Linked DNA regions of Sus scrofa: region 2 is linked to region 1. The links are chromatin contacts, called in public Hi-C maps. All regions are on one chromosome and are shown on one strand. The core of a region is the stretch at or near the end of the contact, and the rest is flanking DNA. Distances in the headings are between cores, read along the strand shown. Region 1 overlaps LOC110260062 (a long non-coding RNA gene). Region 2 has its middle 670 kb from the start of RNF144A.

Region 1 (4,784 bases), core at 1,128-3,627:
CCAAGAACCCTGGGAATACAGAGAAAGGAAACAAAGAGACATCAGAAGGTTGCTCTGCAAGGGTAGCCTGGTTGCAAAATCGTCCAGAAAAGGGAGCTTTAAGGAAGGATTTTAAGAAAAAATTTCCAGGACCTTTTCTCCCTCCATTCAGATCCATTTATTGAGCACCTACTAATACCAGCACTTATTAAATGCCTACTACATGCAAGACACACAAATAAAGAAGGAATAGTTTATGCCCTTCAGGACTTAAAAGACAGCAACACCAACGAAGGTGGAAAGGAATTTGTGAGGAGTTATTTGCTCCTGCAAAGCACCAGGGGAGTGTGGAGGCCAGAGGAGCCTGGATTGGGAGAATCTGGAGGGCTTCCTGGAGAAGCTGCCCTCTGCAATGAGCCTGCAAGGGGGAAGTGGGGTTTCCACGGGCCGGGATGGGAGGTCATTTGGGGCTGAAGCCTTGGGAGCCTCGACGGCTCACAGAGCCAGGTCCAGGGCTCCCTCCCTTTACTGAGGGACTGAGGAGGGAGTTTCACCGCCTGGCTGCACACCACTGAACGCACATCCTGTGCTCTCTTAACACGGGAGTATTTGGAGTTCTAGCCTCCATGCCCGCAAGGAGGGCATCAGCCTTCAGCAGTTACTGGGGCAGCCGGCAGACCAGGAAGCCAAGAGAGTCGGGGTGAAGGGAGAGTGACCCTGCCCCAAAGGCTTGCACAACCCCCTGTGTTTCTTCCTCCCCTGCACTTCCTCCTCAGCCTTCCGGGGGCACCTCTTCGCATGTAAGTTTCTCCTCTAATTGCCCCAAACTGCAACCTGTCCCCCACATTTTACTAACATGCTGTGCAACCTTACACAAGCTACTTAACTGCTCTCTGCCTCAAATTCTTCCTCTGTCAATGAGGATGGTTAAAAATGGTATCTTGTAGGATTCTACTGAAGATGAAATAGGTTGGCGCTTCCCAGGACACTTAGCACAGAGTGAGTTATTTTATATAGTAAATTCTAGTTATTACTCGTTTTTATTGTCTTACGATGTGGTTTCACCCACACTTGTGACCTCATCATAATCTGTAAGCTGATAACCCCGTAGTCTGTCTCCCAGGCTCATCTGTTTCCTAATGGGTGGCCCTGTACAGCCAAAGGGCTTGTGGACACCCCTCTGACCCTCTCCCCATTCCGAGAGTGACAAGCACCACAAACTTGACAGCCCCATCTAAAACTGAAGTCATCATCTTTCCGCAACTTTTCTCTTAGCTCCCTGAGCCGGGTAAAGGGCCCCCCCAGGCAGCAGTTACCCAGGATGGTCATCCTAGACTTGCCCTTCACTTTCCAGCCGAGAAACAGACCTGATAGACAATAAAAGCATCATCACTGGTGGACTCCCTTCCCTCTCCCACCACCATTCACTTACTATTGCTCCCCCATCCATCCGCTCTGCCTTCAGCCTGGATTCCCCACCCCTCCCACTTCTCCCACACAAGAGCCAACACACACGGCTAATCAAAGCCTTCTGCCAGGTCAGCGCCCCCAAGGCGCTCGCTCCCTGGCTCTCCGGGTAATGTCTGCACTTTGTCAGCACACGAGGCCCTTAGGCTCTCCTGACTTTCTCATTTTCATAAACATGGGCTCCACATACTTAGCAGGGAGCAGGCTCCCCATGAACGACTGGAATAAATGAATGAATGAATGAGTGGGCGACTGAATGGATCCTTCATAGGGTCCCATCAGAACGTTCCTCTGGCCATTCTGAACTCTTTCTGAGTCCCTGGAATGTCACCCGGGAAGAGCACCTTCTGCCGGCCCTCATCCCGGTCTGGCTGGCTCCCTGCTGGACCACCAGCTTCCGGGCCTTTGGGTCCAGCTCCCCTTTCAGAGACTCTTCCCTAAAAGTCCTTTGACTGCTGCGCATCCCGCTAGTCCCAGAGTTCCTTGAAGTTAGAATCATTCAATGCTTATCTGGATGTCTCTGCCATAAAACCTAGGCACTGCCTGGTCTGAAGTAGGCATTCCATTAATGATTTCTTTACCCAGGAGTGAATGGATCAAATGCCAATTATGTCGCATAAATAACACCAGCAAAGGGAGAAATCAGTGTGGCTTCTCTTTTTTTCCTTCTGGCTTTATTTCCCCAGGCCTGTCCCGGGCGTGCCGCGTTCTGCCTTGGGAGAATGGGACGAACCTTCTTTTCCTCCCCCTGGTCCCTTCTGCCAGAACTCGCTTCCTGCTGCCTCAGTGACAGACTTTTGGAAGGGTCACCTTTCCCTCAAATGTCTCATGGTGATTAAGAACTATAATTGCCACTGAACAGTCCAGTTGAGCGCAGAGAAAGCCAACCAGCATTCACCAGTGGACTTTAAACGCTGACAGTTGAAACAGCCAAGAAAAGTTCATTAAGCGCCAGCAATAAAAAGCGCAGGGGAAAATCGAGACAGAACAACTCCCTGGGGCATTTCGAGAGCAGGCCTTTGTGATGAAACGTTCCTGGAGGAATCTGGGGAAATGACATTATAGAACTGCAGCAGACGGCAGGCTGGAGCACCAGTGCTACCAGAGCGCGGGGGACACACAGCAACATTCTTGGCAAGGGAAGTGCCACGCAGCCTTTGGTCGGGTGCACACTCAGCCTGACTGTCGCTTTTACCCCACCCCGCCCCCACCCCCGCATCAGCTTTCAGGAGCCTGAGAAATTGGGGAAGCACATGTTTCTACTCTAAGTTTGCCCTGGAAAACCAGGCAAAGGGCATCAGGTCCAATTTGACACATTTTGTCTGTTCTTCTAAAGGAGCCAGGGATCCACAAAACCTTGGGCGTGATACCATGACTGACTTTTAATCAAAAGGATTGTTTTCCTACACAGGATGAGCTGTAAAGCTGCATCTTGGAAGAGGCAGAGTGAAAGCACCCTTCAGAAACCAGAAGAAACCCAGAGTGTTTCAGACATCCGTGAACCAGAGGTGCACCGGGGTATACAAACTAAGTGTGGTGCCCAGGTTATGTCCAAAGCAGAACATTCATTTTTACGGCTGCACCTGCAGCATATGGAAGCTCCCGGGCTAGGGGTTGAATCGAAGCTGCAACTGCCAGCCTACGCCACACTCGCAGCAAAGTCAGATCCAAGCCGCATCTGCGGCCTGTGCTGCAGCTTGAGGCAATGCCAGATTCTTAACCCACTGAGCAAGGCTAGGGAATCGAACCCGCATCCTCATGGACATTACGTCGGGTTCTTAACCTGCTGAGCCACAACGGGAACTTCCAAAGCAGGACATTCCTGAGAACAGAGACGGTGTGAACCAGTCCTGCCCAGGCAAATGAGCAAGCACGGTCCCCTGGCTCTGAACGGTGTCCCTGTGAACTAAACGCTCAGGTAAAGAGGACCAGATGTGCCTAGATTAGAAAGGCCAAAATGTACCTTTCTAAAAAGAACCTTTCTCTGGACTTAGTGCTTTGACTCTTCCTGATGTAGTGTCAGCCCAAATTACCCAGGCATCTCTTATCTGCAAAAGCAGACAATAAAATATGGGAAGAACAGTAAGAGAACTAGGCCAGGGCTCTTATGAAACTCTTTCGCCACACCAGCGTGCTTCTGCAAACAGGAAAGCATTTAGCAAGAGGCGCGCGAGTGAGAGAGGAGCCAGAGGATCCCAAGGTGACTGCCCGCTGGGCACGTCCATGTTTCTCCCCTTTAAAAATAAGCCAGAAAAGTGAAGCCTGGCTGCAGGGGGCCAAGCATTTCTGCACGGCAAAAATAATCTGTACCCGCAAACAGGTGCTGCTGAAAAAGAGGTGACAGTGGTATATGCAACGTTTGGGCTGGCGACTTGAAGGCTTCCTTCAGAACTTTAGAACCAACCGGCAGGGAATTGTCCTTGTCTGAGATTTCAAGGTCAGGTAGTTTGAGACATCTTTCTTCCAGGCCAGACACCCCCACAATAAAAGCAGCCTAAAAATCTGAAATCAAGGTAACCATGGTTTGTTTTAGAAGGAGGAGGACTGCCTGGCAACATACTCTTCTATTCACTTGTACATTTTTTACTCCTGGTTCTTCACATCAAAAAATTAATTGATTCGTTCACTAATTAATTGAAAAAGACCCGAATCCTCCTGACCCATGGTCAATGCAAAGCTAAAGGCGAGAGCCGTCTATAGCTCTCGCACCCCCGTCTCGGTGCCGTTGTCTCGTGATGGTGGCAGAGCCTTGTAAGGTGAATGAGGAAAGCATCCTGGAGACGTTCCTGGGAGGGAGAGAGTTGGGTATCTCCTCCGCAGCACAGCCATCACCAAGCAGTGAGCCAGGGCAGCTGGCTTCGGGCAGCCAGCACGATGCACCCAACAAGAGTGAGCAGCCCGCCCTTCTGGGCTCAGCACACCCACTGAAGGGTGTCGAGAAAGTCCTGCATCTCCCAGGGCCCAGGCTCTGACTCAGCTACTCCTTAGATGGAGACACAGTGCAAAAAGCTGGCAGCTGAGCGTTCAGATGCTCCGAGCCTCCCAATTTAATACATGTACTCAGCCTGTACCCTGCAAAAGCAATGGAGCTTCCTTGCATTCTGTTTTCTATTGACCATCCTCACCCATCCTCTGAAATGTTGCCGCCACCCCCTCCCCTTCCCCAAGCAGGTTTCACATTTTGCAGAGCAAAACCTGTTACTGTGACCTAAGGTAAAATTGTATGAACCCAGAATGTGCCGATTAGAAATCCATCACGCTGGGCTGAGGTTAAACTTCGCCCGGCAATCCTATTCTTCTTTCACAGAGCAATTGAAATGTATAAACAGGAGTTCCCG
Region 2 (4,784 bases), core at 1,202-3,701, 480 kb before region 1:
ATTGCCTTTTTAGGGCCACGCCACGGCTGATAGAGGTTCCCAGGCTAGGGATTGAATTGGAGCTATAGCTGCCAGTCTAGACCACAGCCACAGCAACATGGAATGCGAGCCACTCTGTGACCTAGACCACAGCTCACGGCACTGCCAGATCCTTAACCCACTGAGCAAAGCTGGAGATCGACCCTGCGTCCTCATGGATACCAGTCAGATTCATTTCCTCTGAGCCATGATGGGAACTCCTGAATTTAGTGACTTTAAATGCACATGGACTTTGGCAGGCTTTGAGCTGGGGCCCTACATAGGCGATTGTATTGGAAATTTTTGCAGATACATTCATTTATCTGAAAGTGTAGATGTATAAACTTTTGAGAGACTTAAATGGTTGTATCTCAGCCTGTTAGGGTCCAATGGCCCAAAACAATCAAGGTAATTCGGTCTCTCCTTGCCAGGTAGATTCCAAACCAGCCAGGGTTGAATATCCTTCAAAGTCAGCTGGCATCAAAAGAGAGTGCTAAAGCCTGCTTCCTGGAAGCTTTTCCATTTCCTCTCAAAATATCAAGGTTGGGTTCACCTTATTTATCCCCTGGGAGGTGAAAGAATTTCCTCACTGATGCTTCTCTCCATCATCCTTATTTTCCCATGTCTCCATAGCTGTGATCTTTATTCCCCCTAAAGCTTCCCCCAAATTACACTTCACCTGCCATGAGGGGGAAAGGGCACCAAAATAATATTCACCAAATACTTTCTTTTTAATAAAAATGGCAATAAATTCAGTTAAATAACTATTTATGAAGTCTCTACTAGGTGTCTGACACTAGGAGAATAAAAAAATTGATAAGATGCAGCCCCCACATCAAGCCTAAAGAGGTAAGAAAAAATGCGTAGCAACGACTAAAAGAAGAAAAACTGCAATGTTTCGAATGGGAGAGACTCCATAAACTTAGGCGTGTGTTCCTCGATGCTTGGCTCATGGATCTTCGGCACCAGAATCACCTAAGTGTTGATTTAGATAGATTTTGGGGGGGTCCATTCTAGACTTAGGAAATCAGAATTTCCAGAGGCAGAACTCAGGAACCTATACTCTAACCAAGAGGGGGGCCCAAAAAAACTGAGCATGTCGCTCTCTGAATGACCTGCAAGAGCCAGAGGTCTGTGATTGCTGGGGGAGGGAAGGAGGGAGTGGGATGGACTGGAAGCTGGGGATCTGTAGATGCAAACTACTGCATTTAGAATGGATCAGCAAGGGGGTCCTACTGCACAGCACGGGAACTTTATCCAATCTCTTGGGTTAGATCATAATGGAAGACAGTATGAGACATAAATATATACACATGGGTCACTGTGCTGTAGAGCAGAAATTGGCACAACATTGTAAGTCAACTGTAATAAAAAATAGTAATCTTTTAAAAAGAGAGAGAGTTCTGTCTTGCAGGCGGGAGAATTAGGCTGGTTAAGATGTCAAGCATCAGAGATCTGAAAGACATTCTTTGCAGAAGGAACAGCAAGGCAAAGGCACCGTGAAAAGCCTTGGGGAGCATTTGGACAATAATCCAGTTGGCAAGGACACAGGCTATATGAAGAAGAACTGGAGACCATAAACTGAAGCCTGAATTTCTGTCTCCTGCCCTCGCTAAGGTAAGGAGCCTGCAAACCAGACTGCTAAATGAGAAGTCCACACGTCCCTTCATTTTTTGTTAAGCCTCTTATCTCATGAGGATAGTTAATCTCTTTTTGACTTACCTTGGTTTCTTAGCATGAATATGGTAAAAACAACTTAAGCTTTTTTCTTTTATTCAATGAAATCCATCTTACTTAAACCCTGGCCCCATCACATGTTAGCTCCTTGACCTTGTGCTAAGTCAGCTATAACACAGCTGGGAGCCTCAGTTCAGGCCTCAGCAAAGAGGCATAATATCTACTAATTGTCATGAGCGCGAAGCAGGCGGGCACAACGGAGTGTGGGCACCAAGCAGGCCATTCGTGAAGGGAAGACTTTTTAAGTGTGGTCGGGCTCCCAGGATGCTGGTTTGCTTATTCGTGACTTTTTCTTGGATTGAATAACTCACCCTTTGATTCTAATCTTCAGATTCAACTGTCTACCTGGCATATTTACGATCCCACTGAATTTCAACTCGTGCAGCTCTTTTAAGGCGCGTCAGCCTGGGACAACGCTGGGGCCCTGTGTTAGGATGGCCCAGTGCCAAGGCAAATGTTTAGACTTGGCTGAGGGCTTGGCGTTCACTGAGTGCTCAATGCTTTAAAGAATATGCAAACCTGGGAGCTTTGGGGGGAACAGAGGGGCTGGCTTCTCAGCGGGCATTACAGCCACACAGGTGCATGGCCTCCCATTGACAGGGGGCGAACGTTTGACCCCAGAGTCCTAAGCTGGTCCCCGGGAGCGCCTGGAGCAAGTGCAGCTTTGACTGCGCAGAGCCCTGTTTGACTTGGCGGAGGGCCCCGTGAACCTGGCGGTGGGCATGGCCCAGAGGAAAACAGCCTTGACATTGACTCTCGTCACCGCCATGCTCAGGGCCACCTGTGGGTTTCACAACCCACCTCTCCTTTCCCACAGCATCCTAGCCAGTTCGTTTGTGTTCCTGGAAAAAAAAAAAAAAAAAGACAGAGATCCCCTGGCTCTTTGCTCCAATGCTGAGTATCTGCTTGGGTCGCCGCCTTAAGGCACTCACCTGTGCACACCTCTGAGTGCAGGCTCTGGGCCAGCTGCTCCATCAGGAGCCTTTGTTATTTCTGGTCTCCCTCCTGTTTCCACGCATCTATAAATATACAAGTTCCACCGTGATGGGGAAGAAACGAACATTCATTAAGCACCTGCTTCAAGCCAGGTGCTTTCACACACAGAACCTTGTTTAATCCTCAGAGCAGCTCCGTGAGAAAGGAGTTAATATCTCTCTGTATTGGATAAAGACGGTCAGGTGACACATCGGAGGAGCCAAGATTTGGACCCGGCCTGCTGACTCCAAGTTCATGGTCTTTCCGTTTACTCTGCTGCCTCTTAACATGTTCTGGAAAGAGCAGCAGCCAGGACATGAGGCATGGATTCCAGCCCAGGTTCTCACATTGGCCGCCCGGAGACAAACTCCCCTACCTTCTCAAGGTCTCTGCCTCTCTCTCCTTAGGAAATGAGGGGCCTGGACAAGCTTCCACTTTTAACGTGTCTCCCAGCACAACACCAGAGACCAAATGAGGGGAGCGAGATCCACTGCCATCCTTCGTCAGTCCTGGCCAGAGGAAGCTCTGTGTCCACAGACAGCGGCGGTCTGGGTGGAATTCCACCCCAAAGCGGCCCCATGGGTAGGTGAGGACGAAGGCACGGATGGGTCCCGGTCTGTCCCACGACAGTCAGAGGGTCTCTAATAAAGGTGATTTGTGCAAGGGGAAGAGGCCACACACCAATGTGTGCGATAGTGGAGGCAGTGGCTCTTGGCCTGGGCAGACACTGAGGTATGCTCTGTGTGTATTGACCCATGTTGCCTTCCTGACACTGGGACAGAAAGGCAGCTATTTTCCACATCTTGGACATATGTGAGGAAACAAACCTCGGAACGCGTACACACAGCTTGTCCGGGAGGGGCTAGGGTTTGAACCCCATCAGTTACTCTTTTTCGTTTGCTTTTTTAATGGCTGCACCCATGGCATATGGAAGTTCCCAGGCCAGGAACTGAATCCTTGAACCCACTGTGCCAGGCCAGGGATCGCACCCACAGCTCTGCAGTGACCTAAGCAGTGGCAATCGGATTCCTAACCCACCGTGCCATGGTGTGAAGTCCCTCTCAGTGCCTTGTAACCGCTGCATGCAGCATCCCTTTGACAAAGGGGGATGGCTGGGACCCACTCTTCAAGGACCTTGCTCTGTATTTGGAACGAGGAATACAGCGGATGGTTACTGGTTGGCAGGCTTGGCCGGCCATGCCACCTGTGTCCTTCCACTTAATTCTCACAGCAGCCCTCAGAGAGGTGACGTCTTGAGGGACCATGGCTGACAAGTGAGAAAGGATCCGTCAAGAGCAGGGCAGAGGGAGATCTCTGTCTCCCGGTCATGGTCACCTTCCTGACCGCACACCCTGGGCTCCAAGCTCGGGGGGTCTATGGCGACCCCTCACTCCTGCCCTGCACCTACAATTCTAGGAATCAGAATGTGGGACGGACTGGTCAGCACGGCCTTTACGACTCATTCCTCTTGGGGGAGGGGACTCCAGTGACATCATGGAAATAAGGAATGTTTAGCATAGCATTATAACCACATAGTTTAATTATTGCCTTCCAGAGCAGTTTCTCCGTTAACCTAGGAGGCGCCTGAGTGCAGGAAGCACAGTTTCACCTCTGCTCTCTGGATCCTAGTGTACAGGTCGCCACACCAGGCGTGGGGTCACACTTACCTCCCTCTGTGTTGTGAGCAGGTGCTTATGATGCCCCAGGTGAAATAGGAGAAAGCAAAATAGAAACTCTGTGCCCACTGCCAACTGGGAACCACAGGCTCTGATTCTGGCCTCTGAGGCTTTTCGGAATAGAACTGATCGTTTGCCCAAAGGCCATCGGGAAAACGCTAGAACTGAAAGACCAGTATCATGGTCTGTTTTCAAATGTATGAAGGAACTGGAAATGTGGATTAAGTGAGTCTCAGCATACACACTCAGAGAGCATTGTGGCATGGATTTTAAGGAATCATCTTGCTAATTAAATGAAACTCACCTAACACAATTGCAGCTTAAATATTTAAGGTAATCAGAAAGACAGAAGGAGAGAGAGGCTGTTGCAGAATAAAG

Evidence for each region. Hi-C and Micro-C count contacts between places; a contact is called where the count stands out from the background.
Region 2: a Hi-C map of liver shows a contact between it and region 1, with 7 times the contacts expected there. A contact is called at or near these places in 3 of 47 Hi-C or Micro-C datasets (liver and skeletal muscle).

The regions. Positions count from the first base shown.
Region 1 is chr3:127,718,219-127,723,002 of Sscrofa11.1, reverse strand. All of the region lies in intron 1 of LOC110260062 (a long non-coding RNA gene), which reads right to left. Among named protein-coding and RNA genes, the nearest start is that of ID2, 220 kb to the right of the region's middle.
Region 2 is chr3:128,196,263-128,201,046 of Sscrofa11.1, reverse strand. No RefSeq gene overlaps it. Among named protein-coding and RNA genes, the nearest start is that of RNF144A, 670 kb to the left of the region's middle.